Linked DNA regions of Gossypium hirsutum: region 1 is linked to region 2. Evidence: chromatin contacts called from public Hi-C data. All regions are on one chromosome and are shown on one strand. The core of a region is the stretch at or near the end of the contact, and the rest is flanking DNA. Distances in the headings are between cores, read along the strand shown. Region 1 holds the start of LOC107900942 (abscisic acid receptor PYL9). Region 2 has its middle 13 kb from the start of LOC121220641.

The links. A called contact is a pair of places that touch in the nucleus more often than the background predicts.
Region 1: a contact with region 2 is called in a Hi-C map of leaf, with 2.7 times the contacts expected there. The contact joins the promoter of LOC107900942 here to the enhancer-like site in region 2. A contact is called at or near these places in 8 of 34 Hi-C or Micro-C datasets (callus, cotyledon, leaf and 1 more).

The regions. Positions count from the first base shown.
Region 1 is chrD08:49,506,528-49,513,668 of Gossypium_hirsutum_v2.1, reverse strand. LOC107900942 (abscisic acid receptor PYL9) reads right to left here and starts at 4,932. Exons shown (of 3, transcript XM_016826735.2): 1 at 4,502-4,932; 2 at 3,888-4,103; 3 at 3,294-3,813. The coding sequence starts at 4,627. The coding sequence ends at 3,595.
Region 2 is chrD08:49,467,685-49,475,543 of Gossypium_hirsutum_v2.1, reverse strand. No RefSeq gene overlaps it. Among protein-coding and RNA genes, the nearest start is that of LOC121220641, 13 kb to the right of the region's middle. Within about 2 kb of position 1,368, at least 1 of the 9 cell types and tissues checked has an H3K27ac peak or open chromatin away from gene starts, as enhancers often do. A contact at or near this core is called in cotyledon, where this site is marked.

The DNA.
Region 1 (7,141 bases), core at 3,683-6,182, 35 kb before region 2:
AATTAAAACATAAATTATATTCATAATATTACAAATATATTATCTTTCAAAAGCTTAAGTACAATTTAAAGTTGTTTATATTTTTCAAAATTTATTTTATTAATAGTTTTAATTAATATGTCGTAACGCAACTCATACGTCACGGATAGAAAACTAGTTATATGATATATATATATATATATTTATTTATTTATTTATATGATTCTATTTTTTGTTTTGGATTAATTTATTTAATAAAAAATCTTCAAGCGTTTCCTCCATGGAATTAAGAGACATAAAAGATTTTTCTATTTTGATTCTTTTACATTTTTTAAAGCTCCACTCGTGAAACAATACTTTATTCTCTTTTAAGTTTATCAATAAGCTTCAGTGGTATTTACCTTTAATGGTAGATGTATGCTTTATTCATATATATATATATATAAAAATAATACTTCATTTCATTTGGGTTGATTTGTCTTATATGTTACCAAGAATGTTGCTTGCTTTCATTACTATGATTACTTTAATGCATTGATCTTAGCAGTGATGTTTGGAGGAGAATCTTGGTGGGCAATATCCTGGTTTTGGGATTGGTCATATATTCCATTCAATATGGATATTTCCGAATTATTCTTGCGTGAATTTAACAAGGACAATGGACATCACTAAGATGCCAAAAACCACTTTATTCCTTGTTTAGATGAATGGAGTACTCCTCCTATGGCATTTCGGCTCCAATTCTGCCCTATAAAAGGGACCTCATGAGGCCACCCCTTACTCAAGTGAAATAGCTAAGAGATGTTTGGGGATGTACATGCAACCCTTTTTTACTCTCTTCCAAAGGCTTCAAGCTGCTATATGAAAACAATCATAGTTCGAAGTCTTGGAAGAGAGTAAAGAAAAGTTGACATGATTTTACGCGTCCATCACCTTATATACATGATGTTGTTTTACTGTATTTCAAGTTTTTATATTTTGAAGGCTCATTGAAGAAATGCAAGCTTGTGGAAGACACCAAATTTGCTGCAAATATAAAATATTAGATTAACCATGATAATATTTGTTTACTATTACTTCTATACTAACTACCATAATAACATCTTTTTTGGCCATGTTGACGATTGTTTGTTTGTTGTGCGGTTCAAGTCACATTTGTGCTTTTTCTTAGATATTGCTAATCGCAGCAAAGTTGTGTTTTCTTTCATACTTTTGTGGCTCTAAATATGTCTCACTTCCTTTACTTGTCTTTTTTTTTTCTTAATTTAGTCCTTCTGTATCTAATTTAAGGAATCTAGTTCTTTATTAGTGTAGTTTAAAAATCAAAATCCATTGATAAAATTGATAATCTACTTTTGCCGAAGTTTAACATGTGTTATTAATTAGATTTTAGTTTTTTTTTAATTAGGTGTTTAAATGTTTAAGTATCCCATATTTAAAATCAATTAACACAAAATTTACGAGAGTTTGGACAAAATATTGATCTTGAAAAATAGGCTTGACCCAAATAGTAGGTCAATTTAGATAGGGCCAGGCTTGGGCCCAAGCATTGAAGACCATAGTTTGACCTAAATCGAACTATTTTCATATTTTTGTAATATATTATATTATGTATAACACATAAAAATTAAATCTATAGTAACATATTACTATAATATAAACATATTAAAAAAAGTTAAGTTGTCTATATAAACAAATTTAATAAATGCAAAATATATAAATTTATTAAATATTAAATTAAAAATAATATAAATGTTTTTAAAATAATTTAAAAAATATTATGAACAAGTTAAAATGAGATTAAATTAGTCATTTATAAATATAGATGAGCTTGAATAATATTTAAAATTTATATTTTGAACTACACCAAATTTAAATAAATATAAAATATATTAATATCATATTTAATCACACGAAAGAAATGGAGTATTGACCATCTAAATTTGAAACAACAAACAATGCCTTGGGGGAGTTTTATTATGTTTGTAAAGATATTCCACAATTGGTTTGTATTTAATGCACCATCAGTTATTATATTTATTTTTAAAAACTTTTAACAAGGTCTGAGCTTGTATGGTGGACATTTATGTATTAATTGTGTGTTAAATGCAAACTTTATTTTATGTACCATTTGTTGGGAAGTTTTATTATATCAGTTAATCTGTTTTAATGTTTTAATTGAAAGGGGGAAAAAAGTTTGTTTGAAATATTTAGTCATATTTGTAAGAAGAAATTGCGAAATCTTACAAAATTTCAGGACTTTACTAGTAGAATTGTCTATTTTTTAAAATATTTCATAAACAGACCAAAACATTATAAAAACTGTTGTACCTATAATGAAAAATATATTATAATACGTCTACGATGTAAATGAAAATTATAATTTATAAAATTTGATATAAAAATAATAAAAATGTTTAAACACATAATGTTCATGTTCAAATCTTATTAGGTTTTTAATATAAGACCATTCTCAAAATAATATAATTTATTTTGTAAAACAATACTATTTTAGTGAAAGAGATTAAATTTGCAATATTTAAAATGCTATATAGAACAATGGCAGCATATATATTTGATTTTGAAAATGCTGGACAGCCGAACCTAGAGATTTCCCAAGTGGAATGCTTGTGGCAACAATGTCTTAGAGGCCTTATGTTAGTGTTTACATTCCGATCTTAAGTGAGTAAAAAGATCCGTCCCTTCGATCTTCTTCCTCCATTACAAATCCTCTTGGAAACAATTACATCATTAAATACACGGGTATGGAAAAGGGTACAACCCGGATTAAGACGAAACGTGAAGCTCGTTAGCCACTTATCTTCATTTATAGAAAGCACAAGAAAACATTTTAATGGAACCAACCAATGACATCGTTACAGCTTCAAAACTAGAAGCGTTACATCCTTACAAGTTTCCAGGATATGAAATGATAATTATTATGTTTTACCAACTTTCTATGACGTGCTCTCACTCTTCCAACTTCCATTCTCACGTGTTTGAAGTTGATTTGTTGCAGAAAATGCAAAAGTCTTTCCAGTTTCCACCAAGGTAGGTCTTTTACTTTAAACAAAGATCATCACAAGATGTTTTTGATCAGTTAACGTGCTGTGCAACATTATGACTCAGAAAAAGCTAATCTTGGTGCATTTCCATGGTGTACCCACACTTTTCTGCACTCAAATCAATAGGCTGAGAACTCTACTCAACAAATATCTACTTTTTAAGTTTCCAAAAATGAAAACTAGCAGCAATACCAAAAATGATCCCAACAAGAGACTACTAAAAATAGACACCATCATAAAACATATCTGTACTTCAAATGGTTTCTCCAAATTCATCCTGCTGGGCCTGGCTGCTGCTACAAATATGGGAAATGGAATTAAAATTCTCCCATCTCTTCTTAATCTTAAATATTTACAAATAAGACCGTAGTTTTGGAGGCTTGTAATGAATTCGGATGTCTCATAGATAAACTACTTACTCATGCATTTAAACTAAGAACCAAAAGGGTGTTAAAAGAGTGTTCCATAACAAAGTGAAAGATGATCATATATCACAAACTCCTAAAGATTAGTCTTTTTCTTTTGGTCATCACAATTCCACCTTTTTCAGTTAGTATCGGTTGATAGGCTCTGTCTGGTCCATCACAGCCATCCTCTCTGAAACATCGGCTAACGATTTCAGGTTACATCGGATCAAAGCTTCCACGAAGTAACAAGTTTCGTCCGTGGTGTTCCCTTCCGGCACATCCACGACGAACGATTCGATCACCATTGTACCTGGCCTTCCTTCAATAACCTCGGGATGCACCGTCATGATCGAAGAATAATTCTGCAGTCAACAAAATGAGTACCGTGACACAGAAAACAAGTGTTAAGGGAGAAAGAAACGTTAGTATTTTGTACCCTAAGACGGTGGTCGCCGCCGACGATTTTGATGCCTAAAATGTGTTCTTCGTCATCGAGAAGTTCCAACCGTTCGGTGCTGGTGGTTGCCGGAAGTCCGGACTTGACGTTGACCTCTCTAACACTGCCGATCCCGAGGTCCCCTTTCATTATACACCTGCTGACGAAGGGCTTGTACTTTTGCGGCTGGTCAAATCTCCTTACCAATGACCATACCTATCCATAGTTAAAGAAAACAGAAACAGAACAACAAACCCATCGTTAAAATCAGACATTTACGAACCATCGAGTTAACAGAAATTCATAATCTTGGCTAAAATAGTCTGGGTTCTTTTTTTTTTCTTTTTTTATCAGTGAAAAAATAGAAAAAAGCAGAGACAATACATACTCGTAGGTTTACTTTTCTTTTTTTTGGGGGGGGGTTAATTTTCGACCAAGAACACAGATTTGATTTGACTTTTGGGTAACAAAACAAAGAGAATAGATTTGGGTTTCAGCAGATCCATAGGAGAGTAGAAAGAAAAACGTGTCAACGGCCTAAACGGCGGCGAGAAAAACGAACAAATGGGGGAAAAGGGGGAAATTATAGAGGAGTCTCAAACTGAGGAACTTACGAGATGAACAGGAGCTTTGATGTGTTTAACAAGAGCAGAGGTGCACTGGTCGTCTCTGATGTTGTGCCTGTGATGTCTCTGTATGTACTGGGATTCCATCATACTCTGAGCATCATCACCGTTCATTTCTTCTACCTTTTTTCCCAAACTGATATATAAGGATAAAAACGAGTTGTGTTGTTTGCCTCTTTAAACAAATCAGAAGGTGAAAAATTAGAGGAGAGTAGCAAGAGAGAAGAAAAGCAAGAGATTTGGTGAGGATGTCAACAAAGGGAAGGGGGCCTTACTCTTTAGCCTTTTGCTTTTGGTTTAGGTTTCAGGCGTTTGGTTGGGACCAGGCTCAGCCTCTTACTTTCCGTAATTAAATCAAGGTTTTTCTCTGTTCTTTCACTTGTCTATACCCTGTTACCTCTCCATTTTTGTAAAATAGCAAATATTTTGAGATACTTTTCTTATTTTATATTTAAATAAATTTTTAAAATCATAAAATTCAAATCAACTCAAATGTAAACAGTAAAATGGAAATAAATAACATAAAAAAATTTTATATCAATTTTAGTAAATTTATTATATAATTAACTCACGTGAATGTTCCTTAATCTAGCATCATACACAACATTTAAGATCTTTTAACGTGACAGATATTTTCTATTTTTGTACTTGGATAGTTTCATCCATTGACATATCAAAATCTTTTAAATTAAATTAACGTGAAATCCATTTTGAGAAATATTATTCGTATTATAAAAAAATATTTCACAACCATAAAAAAATTAAAGTAATTAATTAAACTTTAAATATTTTACTATTTTACTATTATAATATTAATTCACTTTAAATATATAATATCAATAAAAATAACTTTACTTTAAAATATTTCAATTAATTTTAAAATATTTTATCTGTGAGATATTATATAGAAATTTCTTTACTATATTTTATAGAAAATTTATGCAAAAATTATAAAATAATTTAATATATTTTAATTAATAAATATAATTAATTCGTGCATCACTTGTTAAAGAAACTAGTATATATATGTGATGTATTGATTATGTATAATTTTATATAGGGTAAGTTATACCAACAATTACTCAACTTTGATCTCAATGACAAAACAGTCACTCAACTTTTAAAAAATAACAAATCAACCACAAACGTTATTGTAAAGTTAAAAATCAATCACCCATTGACATTTTTCATTACAGACCAAACGGGATAGGTGATGTGGCTCGTTAACTAGTTGATGTGGCCAGTTAACTAGCCACGATGGAAACCTAATTAACTCAATTAGCTGACGTGGCCACTAACATTTTGTCTCCAAATTCTGCCATTCTGAAACTAGACTTTTTCAAACCACAACTCCCAATCTATGCCCTCGTGGTTTGGATTTCAAATTACCAAAATCTAGTTAGGGTTTTGAATTACTAGAATCTAGTTTGGGTTTTGGCATGGGAAGATTTGACTAGCCATTGTTGTGTTGCCAAACCACAGTTGCAATCTTGTGTCGCCAAAACCAGAAACAAATATTGCAACCCAACCTCCCAACTGCGACGACCATCAGTTCGAACTCGATTGCAACAGCAACAATCACATCATTTTATCCTTAAACCATGGTAGATTCTATGTCCAAAGCATCTGGTATGAATCCTCTATGATCTGAGCCATTGACCGTGGCTAGTTAACAATAAGAAGAAGAAGAAAAAGAAGAAGAAGAAGAAGAAGAAGAAGAAGAAGAAGAGAAGAAATGGAGATGCCAAAAAAAAGCTATGGCATTTTTAAGTTCGCTAATCCTTGCCACTACCATAGACATTGTTGTTACTGTTGCCTCTACTCTGCGTGTCACCTTTGTTTTCTCTTATTCTTCTTCCTCATTTTCTTGCAATTCTTCTCATTTCCCCAACACAGAATAAGGCAATGTTATACGAGTTTTCAAACAGAGATTAGAGGTGCATTTAGCCAGATACAGAGAAGAAAAACTCTTGATCATTCTAGTCACCAGAATTGTTCTTTGTGAAGCTTGCTCTACCGCCGTCATTGAAATCCACAGCCTCATGCTGTTGTTGAACCACTCTAAAATTTTTCTCTTCTTCTGCTTTTTCTTTTACTGCCCAGCCTAGCTAGGGTTTTAAATTTGGGTCATTTACACATTGGGGTGACAAGTCAACTTTCCGTTACGTCTGTAACAAAAAATGGTTAGTATGACTTATTTGTTATTTTTTGAAAGTTGAGTGACTGTTTTGTCATTGAGTCCAAAGTTGAGTGATTGTCAGTATAATTTATCCTTTTATATATTATCAATGAATCAATTAATGATTTACAGTGAGCCTTCTCTATAACAGCCACACTCTATAATAATATTTCATTATCATAGTCAAGTTTGTTATAGATATGATTTTTTGTATTTTATTTTTACCCTTTATAACAACTTTTCATTTATAACAATAAACAACTAAAAAGTATGTACACTTCATATACTAATTTAGTTTTCTATAACAACCTTTTATCTCAAATTTTAGTGAAATTGTTTATATTTTTAAGTGAAATAAAAAAATAAATCTTAATTAAGATATAATTTGGATCTCCTTATTGATATTATTAATATATTATAATTTAAAATTTTTTAAAAAATTAATAAGA
Region 2 (7,859 bases), core at 119-2,618:
TATTTGTAAAAGTGAATGCAGGCCAAATACGAATGGTTCATTATTTTCTACACGAATTTGGCTCCTCTTCATGTATGACCATTAATTTAGAGAAGTTGAAATTTTTCGTGTCACCTCGTTACAACAATGAATCTAAGTTCCGTATGTGGTATTCCTCTTATGGATGATTTAGGCAACTACTTAGGAGTTCTTATATTTCATAAAAGATTAACTAAAGAATCGTATACACATCTAATGGATCGAGTTATGAAGAAACTTGGAGATTGGAAAGGTAAAGTGCGATCTCACCGGTGGGGATGAAAGTATAAATTTAGTCTACCACTGGTGCCATTCCTCTTTATGTGATGCAATTTGCTCTTTTGCTAATTGCAACTTGTGATCAATTAGACTGCCTTAATTGAAACTTATTGGGTGGCTCTACCAATTCGACCCATAAGTATCTAGTGAAGTGGATCAAGTATGTCGTTCGAAGAGGGCTACGGAAGGCTAGACTTAATAATTTAGCCATGCTTGCCAAGGCTGGTTGGCGATTGCTTACGGATCATGATGCTCTTTGGTGCCAAGTTTTCAGGCAGAAATAGATGCATAACACATCTTTCAAGGAGGAAGAGTTGAAAGCAAATGCTTCATCCACTTGACGAGGCCTCTTAAGGACTCGGGTAATGTTATCGCAAGGTTGTAAATAGAAAGTGGGTAATAGACTCCGTATTAACTTTTAGAACATTGGTGGGTGGGTGACGAAAAAGGTTGTGGACTTCATATCTGTCAATGACCACTAGGGTTAAGAACCCATTTTAGGTGAGTTATCACGTAGGGCTGCTCTTGAAATCAATGTAGTCCCATTGCCAATAATGGATCGTTGTCATACTCCGGATAATGTTTGCTGGGGTTTGGAGAGTGATGGTAAATATTCGGTGGGATCAGCTTATAATGTGCTAACGGGACTTGAGGAACCATCAGTTACGGAGTTAAGACTTGACTGCATCTGCACTGTCCAGAACGGATTAGATTCTTTATTTGGTTGGCTTACTTCAATTGATTAAACACGATCCAAGTACGTTTCTAGATTGGATAATGCAGCTTGCATTGTATATGGTGCTGTCATGGAATCTCTTGATCACATATTTCGTTAGTGATTGGCTACTACTGAACTACGGTTAGCGCTTCGTGTAACGCAGCGGCAACAATAAATTTTCTCCCTGCCTTTCAATGATTGGCTGCAACAGAACTGTCGTGACTCTATGATGGCTAATTTTAATGTACCTTGGGGCGTCCTCTTTACTACTGCCTGGTGGAGCCTTTGGAAGTGCCGCAACAAGTATGTCTTTTAAGGCCAATACACGTCTAGGGTGCAAGTGTTAAATTATGCCCAAAAGCTTGCAGTTGGTACCATTAAAGCTTCGGGTCTTGCTACACCAAGAATCACTCAAGGGTTATGCTAATTCTAGTGGAACAAACCACCTGTTGGGACTTGTCTCTTGAATACGGATGGAGTGGTTAATTATGGCTCCCGATGGCTTCGACAGGTGGTCTCTTGTGAAACGAAAACAAAGATTAGATTGGGGGGATTTTATGTTGAATATAGGCGTGACTGATAGTGTTCATGCTGAATTTTGGGGTGTCTGTGCATGTCTATATCTTTCGAAGTCCTTAAGTGGAGTGCATTTAATATTCGAGCTCCATGTTTTGTTGGTGGTTGAATTCTTGAAGAGACTTTATAAGAATTATCATTCAATGGAGACATTAATTAAAAATTGCTTAGATTTTATCAAATAAAATGGGTCATGGAAATTCAACATATCTTAACGTGAAGATAATAAATGTGCTGATCACTTGACAAATTTGGCCCATGCTTCGCCTGTGAGGGTGATACATTTAAAGGAATCATCATTGAATCTTAGACCTTTGCTCCAAGATGATGCTTGTGGGAAGGAGAAGTTTAATATCAGTTTTTGTAATTATCCCTTTTACAAAAAAATAAGATAATTTTTTAAAGGGTAAACTCTCAAAATAGTTACTTTTGTTTACCTCACTTTACATTTTAGTCATTTATATTTGAAATGTTACGTTTTAGTCACTTACGTTAACGTGTTGTAACATTTTAGTCACCAAGCCGTTAATTATTGTTAACGAGGTAAAGGTAAGCTGACGTGGCACATTAAATCATCATTTTAGACAAAAATTTTAGGTTAAATTATACAATTGGTCCCTATATTTTTTCGTTTTGAGCAATTTAATTATTTTTCTTTTATGTTCTTTTAACTTTTCTTTTTTTTTCCTTTATTTTCCTTTCTCTTATGCTTCTCCCTCTATTTTCCTCCATTCTCCATCTCTTTTAACGTAGTTTTTCTATGTTTTCCATTTGTTAAAATTTTTTTATGTTTATGAAAAAATAAAAGGTGAAAGCTAAAACCAAAATAAAACTTGCTTCGCATATTCTCACCTCACAATTACAAACCCTTATCATCCATCATCGCTTTAACGAACTAATTTGGATCTCTCAATAACCTAGCCTACAAGCTTGCCTCACTTGAAGACCTCGCCAGTCGTTACTTATGGCAATCCACCCTCAACAAAGCTTCCCGAGTCTATTCCCTTAACCTCCTAAACAACCCGCATGACCACATTATCTATCTTACCTACCACATTCTCGCCCTCTCAAAAATACATTATTTTACGGATTCTTCAAACGAGCTCTAAACTCTCAAAGACTAAAACGATCACTATACTAAACTTACCCTCAACTTTACCCAAACCAGTTTGGTTCCATGCTCCCTTTCTCTCTTCGGTTCATTCATACTCGAGTTCCAATCAAGCTTTCTTAAGAATATCCAAGAAGATTTAGATCAATTTTATCATTTGCTTAATTTTATTCGATAGAAAATAAAATAAAAGGAAATGAATAATCTACACAATTTTGTAAAAGTTTGGAAACAAAAAAAATGTTTTGAATATAAAAAAAATTCAATTTATGTTTAGATTTGATTAATTATATGATTTTTTATATTGATTAGTTAGATTTAATTTTAGTTTCAAAATTATGTTATATTCAAATTGAGATTTGATTAAGAATCATTGATATTCGGTTTTGAGTGAAATTCAATTTAGGAATCATGTGAAAGAAACAAGGGCTTGATTTATTTAGTGGGCAAATATTATGTTTCTGTAGTGAAAAATATGAGGAGAGAGAAAAATAAAGGGGGAGAAGAAAAGGAAAATAAAGAAATAAAAAGAAAAAAAATTAAATTGTTCAAAAAATAAAAGTATAGAGACTTATTTTAACAAAGGGAAAACATAGAAAAACTACGTTAAAAGAAATGGAGAAGGGAAGTAAACAGAGGGAGGAGAAGAGAATGGAAAAAAAAAATGAAAGTTGAAAGAACATGAAAGAAAAAAAATTCAATTGCGCAAAACGAAAAAATTATAGGGACCAATTATATTATTTAACTTAAAATTTTCGTTTGAAATGATGATTTAACGTGCCACATTAGCTTACCATTACACTGTTAACGAAAATTAACGCTCAGTGACTAAAATGTTACAACATGATAACGTAAGTGTCTAGAACGTAACATTTCAAACATAAGTGACTAAAATGTAACCTAAAACAAACAAATTCATTGTCAGAGCAACTAAAGTCAAATTACATTCAATTGCAACAAAATCCAATGGTTGTCATTTCTCTATCTGTTATGTGCCTTTCTTGACTAAGGAACTTTGGATGTGTATGCATGAGAAATGATCCACAAAAAAATGGTTCATCTTTCGATATTCAGTCTCCTACTTAGATATATTATGTTTAGTTTGCAGATTTTAACTTTCAAGTGTAAAAATCCTAAAATTTCCAAATAAAGATTAGGAGTACATGTCCTTTAATTTCATAAAATTTAAAAATATTATTAGTTATTTGTTGATAGCTGCAGCAAAATGGCATTTCAAGTGTAACAAAGCTACAGCCTGCCAAGATTTCAGCAACCTAATTGGTACTTCAACAATTGGGACGGTGTTCAAAGGGACATTGAATTATCTTTATCTCGCGTCGTTGAATTATATATGTATATATATTTCCTATCTGTATCATGTAAAAAATAATGAGACATATGCCAATACATCCTATATATATCTCGAAATCAACACATTTTACATGCCAAATATTGTTAAGAAATATTTTTTATTGATTTCTCTTATATTTATATGCATTTTTTGTCAACAAACAATTGCAGTAGAATATTTTTTAGATATTATAAACATGTGAATTAGATTGAAAAAATAAAGAAAAAGAAAAGAAAAGAGTTGCATGGATTGATAGATGTTTTCAATACTAGAAATTCAAAAAATTAAGAAATAATGCCAAATAAAATTACAACAACCTTAAATTTGGAACAACTCCAGTCCAACCTAAAATCTAGCTTCGTCTTCCTTATTCAAGGAACAATTATGAGTGCAAAACATAGTTTGGAATTGACCTAAAATGACCACACTTGAACCACATCACGTACCTTCAAGTAATTACCTTCTACCACTGATTTCCACCTAATTATTAAGACATAGAGGGAGCTGAAAAGGCTTTTTGGCTTTGGCATGTCCCATATTCTCAAACTCATGTCCCTGGTTTTCAAACATGGCTCAATCACTAATGCTTCTATCCCCTCCTTAGTACTTTGTTTCAATGCACTTGTCTCTTCATCTGTAAGAAACTTGACCTCGACTCAATTCATGGCTATGGAGAGACATCTATGGTGCTTTCTCAAATTAGTTTTGTAGATTGTCTTTTGTATAATTAGTTTCTCTTCGTTTCCATCCATGTCTTTGATCATCTCTTTTAACATTTGGGGAAAACAGGGTTGAGCCCCAAAAGTAGCCTTGTGCTTGTGCTTTTTCCTTTTTTGTTTCGACATCGGCTTCTTTGATCTACTTAACTCAACCCTTTCTTTTCGTTTCTTTGAAGAGTCAGCTGGAGGTTAGTTCGCAATCACATCTTCTTCAATGGAAGCAATTATAATATCAATTCTAAATATTCTCACAGTTGCATAGTTTCTAGGTTATTTATCTGTAACATCCCACTTTTCAATGGTACAGAAAATGGTGGTTCAGAACCCCCATTTTCGATGATCAAGTCAGTAAAATATTTACTAGTCTAATATAGAGTTGAGTCAAGTTTTGGTCTGGTAATTTTAACGATTGTTTAGTTAATTAAAGAAAAATGACTAAATCATAAAAGATGTAAAACTTCATCACTATTGATTATTATTCGCTAAAGTGTACAATTAAGGTTTGTTTAAGGATTTATAAGGCAAATAGACCATTTTTATTATGGTAGGTCAATTAGTGGATGTTTTGTTACATTTTATACATTAATTTTAATGTTAAAATAAATATAATAAAGTAAAAACATAAAATAAGAATAGCATATCATCTTCCTTATTGATATTCCACCAAAAAACCAAACTTAAAATCTCCATTGAAGAGCTTTAAGGTTCAGTGACTTTGGGTGTATGCCTGTAAGTAATTTAATTACTCGTTTTTAGTCTTTTTTATGTTTTTAATATCATTGTAGCTTAATCTAGCTAACCTGAGGACTACTTTGTAAAACTGCTAAAGGTTTAGGGACTTTTCATTAATGAATTTTTGGTGTTCATGAGATTAAATGAAAGATTTATAAGCTTGGTTGTTGATTAGAACTATTTTGTAAAGGAATTTTTGTTAGTTTTGAGTTTACGAACTAATGTGAAAATAAGTAAAGTTTAGCATGAAAATTATATAATTTTTAAGTGCTTGAAGGCTGATTATGGATGTAAGTAGAATCAATTTTGTGTATTGGGGCTTGAATGTGAAAATTGTAATAATTTCGATTTTAGGAACTAAATTGAACAAAGTGTAAAAGTTTAGAAAAAAAATTAAAATGAAATTTATAAGTCATATGCAGTAAAATGAGTATGATAATGTACTTGAAATTGATAAATTGAATTTAATTATTATATAGATTAAGAATTGAATCGCACGGAGGATAACTGGGGAAAAGAAAAAAAATTACAGATTAGTCTCTACGAGTCAATCATTAGCTGAATTAATTGGTAAGTTTTTAGTATAGATATATGTATATATTTATGTTTGGTGTTGTCATGAATTTGTTAGTTAAATTGTGATTGAATTTTTAATGTTGGATTGAGATTGTTATTTGTTACAATTAAGTGTAAGGTGAGTAAGACTTATTTGTAAAGTATGAACATATACGAAACATAAGTTATATATGTTTACGGAAAGAACCTAATTGATTTACTGCATGTGTATGGATATTCTGGAAGTGCCTCTAATTTATAAATGTTATGAAATCTGTTAAATACCCGTTTGAACGTAGTAAGCGATTAGGATACGATTGACATGCCAATAGGGTTAGAACGCGTGCTTGTACTGGATTGCCCTTTGGTGCCTTTGTATACACTTTGGTGTCTCTGTTTTCACTTCAGTGCATATGATTGCACATTCATGCCTCTGTTTGCACTATAGTGCCTCTGTTTAGCATTTTGATGCTCTTTAGTGTGATGTAGTTACCCAAGTATCCGAGTTATGTTACTATAGTTCACTAGGCTATTAAAATTTATGATTGATGTATAAATGATTTGTTAATACATGTGTTTATCCATTAAAAGATCTATGCTAGAGAATGATCATACAAGAATGTTTCTTTTTGGTATTGATTCAATGAAATGTATATATGAATGATTTTAATGAAATTATTGAAGGGCATGAAGTATATGATGAATTATTTTAGTGCTAATCCAATCTACTTTTTGCAAATGGTTTGTTAGGTTACTATAGTTTAGCATTTTGATGCTCTCTGTTGTGATCTAGTTACCTGAGTAATCAAGTTATGTTACTATAGTTCATTGGGCTATTAAAATTTGTGATTGATATTTAAATTATTTGTTAATACATGTGTTTATCCATTAAAATATTTATGCTAGAGAATGATCATACAAGAATGTCTCTTTTTGGTATTGATTCGATGAAATGTATATATGAACGATTTTGATTAAATTATTGAAGGGCATTAAGTATATGATGAATTATTTCAGTGCTAATCGAATTTTTTTTTGCAAATGGTTTGTCAGGTTTATTTTAATCTAAGTTGCTTTTAGTTTCAATTTGTAAATTGAGGTAAGTTGGTTTGGATTTAAATATGGACTTACTGAGCTATATAAGTTTATTTTGTTCATTCTTTGTTTTTTGTAGTTAACATTTTGCAGAACTAGCTGGACAAATAAACTTCAATGCTCACATTATCAAGCTTCTAACTCAGTAGATTTTGACTCGTTATTTCGGTTTTGTGGCATATATATAGGGTATTTTGGGTTGGTGAATTTGAAGATTTAGGTTAAATTCGTAATATGTTTAAAGGCTTATATGTAATGTGTTAAGTTAATGTTTAATGTTAGTCTTGGTATATTTATATAGTGGATGTGATGAAGCTCTGGTGGAAATGGCATGTTGGTCTAAACTATTAAATGGAATGTAATATTGTTATATGCTTTAATTAATGATGGTGAATTGTGAAATTGTGGTATATAGATATATATGGATATGGTGAGTTCATTTAGGTACAAAAATAATGGTATACTTGAGTTTGATGTAAGTTTATTTTGGAAAAAGTTAGATAAGTTTTGGGTTGATAGAAAAGTATGGTTTAGTTAACAATTGTGGTACATTGCACATTGATGGATATATGAATTGCTTAGATGAATGATTCATTTGTTTAGTTTGGTTGGATGTAATGGTGCCAAAAGGCATATTAGTTAAAATTAAGAACATGCCATATTTTGACATAAATTTGATGTGTTTTGAGTTGTTTGAATGCATGA